3 separate regions of the Zea mays genome follow, and all the other regions are linked to region 2. A link is a contact called in public Hi-C data. All regions are on one chromosome and are shown on one strand. The core of a region is the stretch at or near the end of the contact, and the rest is flanking DNA. Distances in the headings are between cores, read along the strand shown. Region 1 holds the start of LOC542081 (sigma factor protein). Region 2 holds the start of LOC100217253. Region 3 holds the start of LOC103631653.

Evidence for each region. A called contact is a pair of places that touch in the nucleus more often than the background predicts.
Region 1: a Hi-C map of ear shows a contact between it and region 2, with 1.7 times the contacts expected there. The contact joins the promoter of LOC542081 here to the promoter of LOC100217253 in region 2. A contact is called at or near these places in 2 of 25 Hi-C or Micro-C datasets (ear and tassel).
Region 3: a Hi-C map of leaf shows a contact between it and region 2, with 2.4 times the contacts expected there. The contact joins the promoter of LOC103631653 here to the promoter of LOC100217253 in region 2. A contact is called at or near these places in 2 of 25 Hi-C or Micro-C datasets (leaf and tassel).

What each region holds. Positions count from the first base shown.
Region 1 is chr6:179,356,561-179,359,383 of Zm-B73-REFERENCE-NAM-5.0, reverse strand. LOC542081 (sigma factor protein) reads left to right here and starts at 1,545. Exons shown (of 7, transcript NM_001351703.1): 1 at 1,545-1,879; 2 at 1,982-2,297. The coding sequence starts at 2,183. LOC100216801 reads left to right here. Exons shown (of 9, transcript NM_001366821.1): 9 at 42-322. The coding sequence ends at 194.
Region 2 is chr6:178,889,740-178,892,511 of Zm-B73-REFERENCE-NAM-5.0, reverse strand. LOC100217253 reads left to right here and starts at 1,275. Exons shown (of 18, transcript NM_001401848.1): 1 at 1,275-1,648. The coding sequence starts at 1,610. LOC100279448 reads left to right here. Exons shown (of 19, transcript NM_001329507.1): 18 at 1-162; 19 at 268-1,034. The coding sequence ends at 849.
Region 3 is chr6:179,199,391-179,202,304 of Zm-B73-REFERENCE-NAM-5.0, reverse strand. LOC103631653 reads right to left here and starts at 1,615. Exons shown (of 2, transcript XM_020539677.1): 1 at 1,002-1,615; 2 at 269-922. The coding sequence starts at 1,445. The coding sequence ends at 683. LOC100381568 (pentatricopeptide repeat (PPR) superfamily protein) reads left to right here and starts at 2,205. Exons shown (of 1, transcript NM_001174393.1): 1 at 2,205-2,914. The coding sequence starts at 2,228.

The DNA of each region.
Region 1 (2,823 bases), core at 296-2,795, 470 kb before region 2:
AACAATCTTATATTAACTGTCTGTCCTTGGCATGCTTGCAGGTGTTGAAGCTGATGTACCATGCTCCCGTGACATCCAGCTATCACCAGAGTACCTGGGCGAAAATCGGCCGGATTGTGAACCCGTACATCCACCGCTACGCTCCGTTCCTCCAGACGCCCATTTCTGCGATCCAAAGATGGTGGTTCAGGTAGAGAGACAGGCCGAGCTGCAAACATAGCACAGTCGAGTCGCCGCGTTCTTATGTAATGCTGTAACCTTTTCCCAGAATTCTGGAGGGCCATTATCATAACAAGAAGGTTTTTAGCTGCAGGGCCACCAACGCCGAATTGCAAAACTCAGCAAAAATGTTCCGTGTTTTTTTTTTGTTGGGCACCGATGCCTGCCTTCGTAGATTTGCTTGCAATCTTTGCTTCAACGGAGGAGTGTACATTATGTTTGTGCGTAGGTCATGGAAGGAATCTCCTTGGATTGAATCCGCATGGAATCTGCAGTGCGTTAGGTCGTTGTCGCATCGTACATAAGGCCCACAATGACTGCCGCACGATGATCTCGCGTGCACCTGTCTCTGGCCTAGAAGATCCCAACCCCGCACGCGTCATCGTTGCACCGTTGGGGTCTCCCGGACGAATGCCTTGGGATGCCAATTGTGTGGCCTCCACGGTCGTGATGGCGCTTCACCCAGCGGTCTCAACGTCGGGAACGAAAATACGTCCTTCGCTGCGCTAGGTGGATGCCTGACCGACGACAGTCGAGGGGTGGTCGTGCGTGCCAGGGTGATTGCATTCTAAAATTTTGTTGGATCAGTTTCCGATTGATTGGATCGTTTGTCTTTTTAATAGTTTGTTGATTGACAAGTTTAAACTTAACAATCACCGTACACATGCTAGGCATCACAGAGGAAGATGAGATCATGAAGTCTGCAAGTGAGTTGAAAATTGTTAGGATAGAAGATGGATATATAGCTGATGTGTCCACTTTCAAACATGTTCCTGATTGGTTTCTACAATTATATCTATTTATGTACTCCATGTTTTATTTTGTGAGGAGATGCGATAACCTTGATACTAATCATTTGTGTGCTGCCAAAGGCGATTGAAGTTTTGAGCTTTGTGTTCTTTATATACAGAACCATGATGAGATTCACCATTTTGCGATTGAAGTAGCTTCTTAGTCTATGCTGGCCAAAGTTACTGTACATCATTTTCATAAAACTAAGACCACCTTGGTCCTTTCAGAATTATCTATTATTGCAAGTTACGTTTGTTTCAATCATTTGGAGGTATACTTGTCACCACTCATTTAAACTAAGTTTGATATTGTGAGATATTGAGATCGATGATAATACATGTGTTGTTCATTTTCATTTAATTATTATACACTAACATTTTATCGAATAATTTGCGTGTCGTCGCAACGGGTATTGGACTAGTATTGGTTATGTCCAACTAACCAACTTCATAAAAAAGTGTGGATTTCTAAAAAAGATAAAAATAAAAAACCGTCTCTTCTCCGGCCCGCCTCCTCTGAAACCCTAAAAAACCCAATCTATTTGTTTCCGCCGCCGTGTCTGTCTCGGCCCAGGCAAGCCACCGCATGCACCGCCGTCGCTCACACCGTTCCAGCGCCTCGTACCCTCACTGACGTAGTGCGCGCTGCTCCGCCAACGCCCCCAGCGACCCAAACAGACTCCGACCCGCGCCGTCCGTTCCGTGTCCGGCCTCGCCGCCGATTCTCTCGGAGCTCCTGCCCTGCCGTGCGGGAGCACTTCTTCGAACAGATGGAGGCTCGCCGCGCGAGGCCGAGCAACCAGACGCACTCCAGCTGTTGGACGAATCCCTCCTCCTCCACGCCAGGCCCTGCGTCGCCTGAATTCCTCGTCTGTTCTCCACCTCTAGCTTAATAAGATGATATTTTGAGTTGTCACAGTAATATTATATTTCCAAGTTTTACTCATATTTTTCCCTTTGTCTTTTGCCAGACTACGGTCCGCGGAGCAGCATTTTGCGGCCGTGGCTTCGCCTCCGCCACAGCAAGGTTGTCGTCATACTCCTTTTTATGTGTGAAGAAGGAGAGGAGGTGCTTATCGTAGTCAGTGACAGTGGTGGATCCAGCAGCTCTTGTGGAAAGCGGCGGAGGGGAGTTGACAGTAACAACAGCAACAACCGCGGAAGGGGGTGTGATGCTTGCTTGCAGATGTTGCTGTTATCGCCTTGGGGGTGATTATTCTGTCCTGTGCTCTAATGATGCTCGGAATGATGATGGAACTCCCCGTCAGTGCGCCTGGTTAATCACAAGTAAATTCATCTCTTTTAATTTGTTCTCTCTCTTCTCCGATTCCCTTTGCACTTTTCTTTTCTGCGGAGAGAGACGAGGAGGAATCTGAATGTGTGGGCGAGTGTTGAAAGAGGACGAAAATAAATATCTGACGAGCAGAGGAATGCTCGTATATATATGATGCTTGTAGAAAAAGATCCCGGTGCAGCAACTCGCTTTCGGCCCCGATCGTCTTTTCCCCTGCTGCCAAGGTCCAACCAAACACGATCGGAGGATAGGGCTCCCCTCCCGGCTTTTCTATCCCTCCCTCTCCTCTGCTCCTGTGCTATCCTCCGTTCATCACTCCCCCAGGATCCCCTGCAGCTACCATTGCTACAACACGGGTACAGTACAGGTGAGGAGGGAGAAAACAAACGAACGAAATAAAGAGAGTACGCATGGGTTTGCAGATGATCCATGGCAGGCCCTGCGCCTTGTGCTGCCCGTCCTCCTCCTCCTCGTCCTCCGCCTTGTGGATGAGGATGCAGGCCCAGCTGCCCCCAAAGC
Region 2 (2,772 bases), core at 26-2,525:
AAGATTCAATTGTATAAGTGGATGTCACGCGAGGATGGTTCACATGAGCTGCAGTCTGAGTGTGGCCACCATGGGCACATACTTGCCTTGTATACTCAAACACGTGGTGACTTCATTGTGGTTGGCGATCTGATGAAATCAATATCCTTGCTGGTGTATAAGGTGAGTCTTTTTTAACTGTTGGCGATCTTATTATTTGTATTTTTCTTTTTTGTGTCAGTCCCTAATTGTTGGTTGGGCTGATTGCTATTGTGTATTTTTGGGCAGCATGAGGAAAGCGCGATTGAAGAGCGTGCTAGGGATTACAATGCAAACTGGATGACTGCAGTTGAGATGCTTGATGATGAAGTCTACGTTGGGGCGGAGAATAGCTATAACCTATTCACGGTGCGCAAGAACAGCGATGCGGCGACAGATGACGAAAGGGCCAGGCTTGAGGTGGTGGGAGAGTACCACCTTGGGGAGTTTGTGAACAGATTCCGCCACGGTTCACTGGTGATGCGCCTTCCAGACTCGGATATAGGGCAGATCCCTACGGTCATCTTTGGCACAATAAACGGGGTGATTGGCATTATTGCCTCCCTCCCGCACGACCAATACATCTTCCTGGAGAAGCTCCAGTCGACCCTTGTGAAGTACATAAAGGGCGTCGGAAACCTGAGCCACGAGCAATGGCGGTCCTTCCATAACGACAAGAAGACGGCGGAGGCTCGGAACTTCCTCGACGGTGACCTGATCGAGTCTTTCCTTGACCTTAGCCGGAGCAAGATGGAGGAGGTGTCCAAGGCGATGGGCGTCCCCGTGGAGGAGCTGTCCAAGAGGGTGGAAGAGCTGACGAGGCTTCACTAGTGTAGATGGAACATGGAAGCGTTGCTTGTAAGCAAGTAGTAACTTGTTCCCTGAGCTGTAGCCTCCGCGGCTCGCACGATCAAAGTGTTCGGCCGTGGCTGCAGTCTATCCTATGCTATATCCTATCGTGATTTGTTTGTTTGAGCTGTGCCAGTTTCTTTTCTTTATTATTAATGCTTAATGTTAAAATTAGTGGTGAATCCTGTGATGGTCCTAACTGATAGGTGGGTCGGCGTGAGCCAGTAACAAAGGGATGTGCTGAATGAGACGGCCGTCTTGTCTTGTGGTAGGAGAGTTGAGATAGTGGCCCAACCCTGTCCATGAGGCATAGTCCATCCCCTGTCCATTTCATAGTAGCACCTCCAGCAGGCAGCAGCCTGCAGCCCAGCCCCTAGTTTGATCGATTTGAACCTGCCGCTGCGAGTCCACAGCGCTGCGCAGGCGGCACTGCGGCAGGCTCTTCCTCCCTCTCCTCTCTCTCTGTCTGAGCCGAGGGCTTTGGCGCTCCCCCCCCCCCCCCCCCCCCCCCCCCCCCCCCCCCCCCCCCCCCCCCCCCCCCCCCCCCCCCCCCCCCCCCCCCCCCCTCTCTCTCTCTCTCTCTCTCGCACGGGCCCGCCTGCCTATCCCACTGCCCGGTCCACCGCCGCAAACTCTGCCCGCCCGCGCGCGCCCCACCCCGCCGATCGCGGTGAGCCCGGACTCCGCCGCCGCCGCTTCGCTCTACCCTGACCAGCCCTAGATCTGTGCGGGATCCGCCGCCATGTTCTGGCGCATGACCGGCCTCTCCGCGGCCTCGCCCGTGAGTACACTCCTCTGATGCCTCTTCCGCTCTGCCCTCTCGCTCTTCCGTTCTGCTTGTCGCCTCGCCAGCCGGACCAACCCTGCTCTGCTCTACAGCCACGCCTGCTGCGCGTAGGGTTCGCTGCCGCCTAGGCCGCGCGCTGTAACGCCGTAGCCTTTGTGCTCTCTGTCTTCTGCGAGGACATATCCTGTGCAATCACTCATTTTGGTGCAAACGTGCAATCAAACTATCCAGAGCATCCAATCTAGATCCAACGGTTTCATATGGAAGAGGTTAAAAGTAAAATAGGTACTATGTTTTAGGTGGAAGGGGTTAAATATAAAATAACAGTCATCATTAGATCTAGATTAGATGCACCAAACCGCTTGATTGCACGCTTGCACCAATATAAGTGATTGCACAGGATATTTTCCTGTCTTCTGCAATGGACTCCCGAACTTTTACGGCATTCGCCAAGCTTGACTTCCGAAAAGAACATAACAAAACAAACTATAGCAAAATCTAGGTCCTGTTGGTTTCCCTTTTGACTCATTATCTACAGCCGGCTGAATCGGCGTTGATGTTGGAACAGCTTCCACTCCACGTTCAGGGTTATATTCTGTGATCACCGTCATGTTCCTGCTGCACGCACACCTACCCAGGGAAGGAATTGGATAAAGCTTGAGTGCAGCTAGTTTGAGCAATTCCATTGACAACGATTCCGGTTCATTAATAAACAGGCTTTCTCTGGCTCTCTGCACATTTTCTGTTACTGTCTCTGTGGGAACATATTTTCTGTTTCTGTCCCATTACTATTTATAGGGCTTCCTATACCTGTGTCGGAAACTAATTTCATGTCAAGTATGCTTACTGTTTATTTATTTCTTATTCCCTTATAAAGAGTCGTAAAACTTTTTCTGGCCCATGGGGTAGTTTCATCATCATGTTATCACTAGATGTATTCTTTTGGTTCATTGTACTCATTTTATAGTAATAATAACTAACTGTCCAGTGGACCGACCATGTTTATTGTCATGTCTTATTTATTTAGGGGCTGTTTGGATCCCAGGAGCTAAAACAAAAGTGACTAAAGTTTAGTTACTTAGAGCAACTCCAGTAGTTCTCTAAATGACTCTCTAAAT
Region 3 (2,914 bases), core at 366-2,865, 310 kb before region 2:
GATTGTTGATGATTACAAATCGGCCGTATACCTCTCTATTTATAGAGGAGGGGGGCTGGACCCTTTACAAACTAATTTCCGAGCTTATCCCATGATTTTAGCTAACAACCGTAGCACAAAACTCGGAACCCTAATCTGTTCTGCGCACGCGCGGACCGTCCGGCCCACAGGCGCGGACCGTCCGGCCTCAGGGCCGGACCGTCCGCGCTCAATTTGGTGCTCAACAGTAAGACAATTATGTCAAGACTACGTACTTGCTTTATGGAATACTGCGCAGATCAGTTTGTCTCCTTCGGTTCCGTTTGTCTCCTTCGGTTCCATTTTCTGGGAACTGTATTCTGGGAACAAAACTGGGAACCATTTGTCTCCTTCGGTTCCTAGAAAATTCAGATCAGTTTTGGGAAACCATTTGTCTTAAAACTGGGAACAAAACTCTATTGAAACTGGGAACCATTTGTCTAGGAACAAAATTCAGATTAGTTCCCAGAAAACAGCCTTCGGTATAGCCTGAAAACAGCATTCGGTTCCCAGAAAACATGGTTCCCAGAAAATAGCCTTCGGTTGTAAATACTCAGATTGTTGGTAGATGGTTCCCAGAAAACAGCATTCGGTTCCCAGAAAACGATTGTTCCCATTTTGTTCCCAGAAAACAGCCTTCGGTTCTGAGAAGCACAGATTGTTGCTAGTTCTGGGAACCATGTTTTATTTCCTTCGGTTCTCGCAATAAAACGAGAACTGGTACCAGAACCTGCAAAAAAACAGCCTGAAGAACCTGCAATAAATCTTGCAACTCCTTAGCACCCATTTGGGGTTTCTTCATTAGTAGTGGAATAGCGTGAAATGCTACCCATCCACTACTTGGTGTTGTCGTCTTCCTCTTGCCACTAGATGTGCAAGTATGAACGTCATGCAAGACAGCAACCTGCAAATGTCGTTTCAAGATTTATTAAACAACAAAAAATTGAAAAATTATTGCTAACATAAAAAGGAAAATTACTTACCACGATGGTAGGCAATCCTTTCTTTTCCTCCCGTGCATAAATCCTCCAAGGACAATCACCACCTTTGCAATAGCCAACATATCGAGTAGTCGAAGTCACATCGATTCCAAGCTCAAACTCATGCTTTATGGCATACTGTCTCATAGCAATTCTAAATTCCTTCATGTTCGAAAACAAACTGCCTGGCTGCATTGAGGGATTAATTTTATCATACTTAGCTCTCTTCTCGTCCGGTAGGTAGTCCTCACATGGTTGGTCTGTATTTTGGTCTCCTGAATCAACATGGTCCGATTCATCAAAATTAGTTGTACCACCTCGTAAGGCTTCATCCCTTCTATTTTCCTCTGCCTCGTCCTCTTCAATTAGTCCAAGTTGCGAATACATTTGCGTCTCACTAGGAACATCACGTCTCCCTTCCTCCTCCCACAAACCACCGAGAACCATAGAAGCCCAATCAAACACAGATTCGTCTTCTACATCCACACCCGAAGACAAGCCTATGCCTTCCACTACTACATGATTCAATGTTCAGATTGTATTACACTACTGGTAGCTTGAAGCAAGAACAAATAGACAACTAATGGTAGCTTGAAGCAAGAACAAATAGACAAACCTAGGGGGGACTGCTCGTCGACCTCAGTGTATGTGGCCGCAGCTGATGCATCCATGGAGAAGGCGAAGACGTGCAAGGGCGTGGTGCCGTGGAGATGGCACAGATGAACAAGGGTGTTGCGGCGCCCCGCCCAATGGCTGTTGCGGTACCAGCAGGGCGTCGGTACGAAGCTTGCATCCGGCGCTGAGGTTCTGCAGATTCCCAACAGCAGGTAAATGGAGAATGAAGAAGAGAGGAGAACGGGGAGGGAAAAACCACTCCTATACCAGGCAAGGAGATCTCCCAGGGAGGAGGCAATATCCGTAGAAGGAGACGAGAGAAGATCCGTAGAATGGAGAATGAAGAAGGAAACGGGAGAAGACAACGGCGCGCGGACGGAGGATGGTTATTCGTTCTCTCAACGGCTAATATCGATTGTCAGTCTATTTCAGAGTGGAGTCTGTCCCCTGGTTTTTCATATCGTCGAAACCCTCGCCAATGCCTCCGTTTCGTCGAAGCCACATCCGCGACGTTTCATAATCGCAAAAGTCTCCCCCCACCCAGATCCAGCACTCCTCGCCTTCCGCTTAAACCCCATCCCAACTCATCGAAGCCCTCGCCAATCGGCACGACCATGGCTGCCATCCACCTGCGCCCGCTCCGCTCCGTCGCCGTCTCCTCCGCGAGGTACCGCTCGCTTCTCCACCTTCTCGCCCGCCCCCTCTCCTCTTCCCAATCGTCCCACGCCTACCACCCTTTCCCCACCCCGGCCGCCGCCGCCCCCAACCATGTTCACCACCACCACCCTACCCACCACAGCCAGCAGCAGTCGGCGCCGCCGAGGAACCCGCCTCCCCTTGGCCCCTCTCCGCAGTGGTCCCCGCAGCCTCCGCCGCCCCGCGGCTATGGGCCTCCACCGCCGCAGCACCCGCATGTGCCGCCGCCGCCGCCACGCGGCTACGGACCTCTATCACCGGGACAGCACTTGCCGCCTTCGCCACACGGCTACGGCCCTCCACTGCCGCCGCCGCCACCACCACACGGCCACGGACCTCCGCCACCAGGACAGCATGTTGTGCCGCCGCTGCCTCCATCACACGGCCACAGACCTCCACCATCGTGCCAGCATGTGCCACCGCCGCCGCCATCGCACGGTCACGGACCTCCGCCACCGGGCCAGTACGTGCCGTCTGCGCTGCCACGCGACCACGGGCCTCCACCCCCGCACCAGCAGGCACCGCCTCCACCGCCGCCGCCTGAGCCTGTAGCGGGGCCTGGGGAGCTGATGGGATTGTGCCGGGAGGGTCGGGTGAAGGACGCC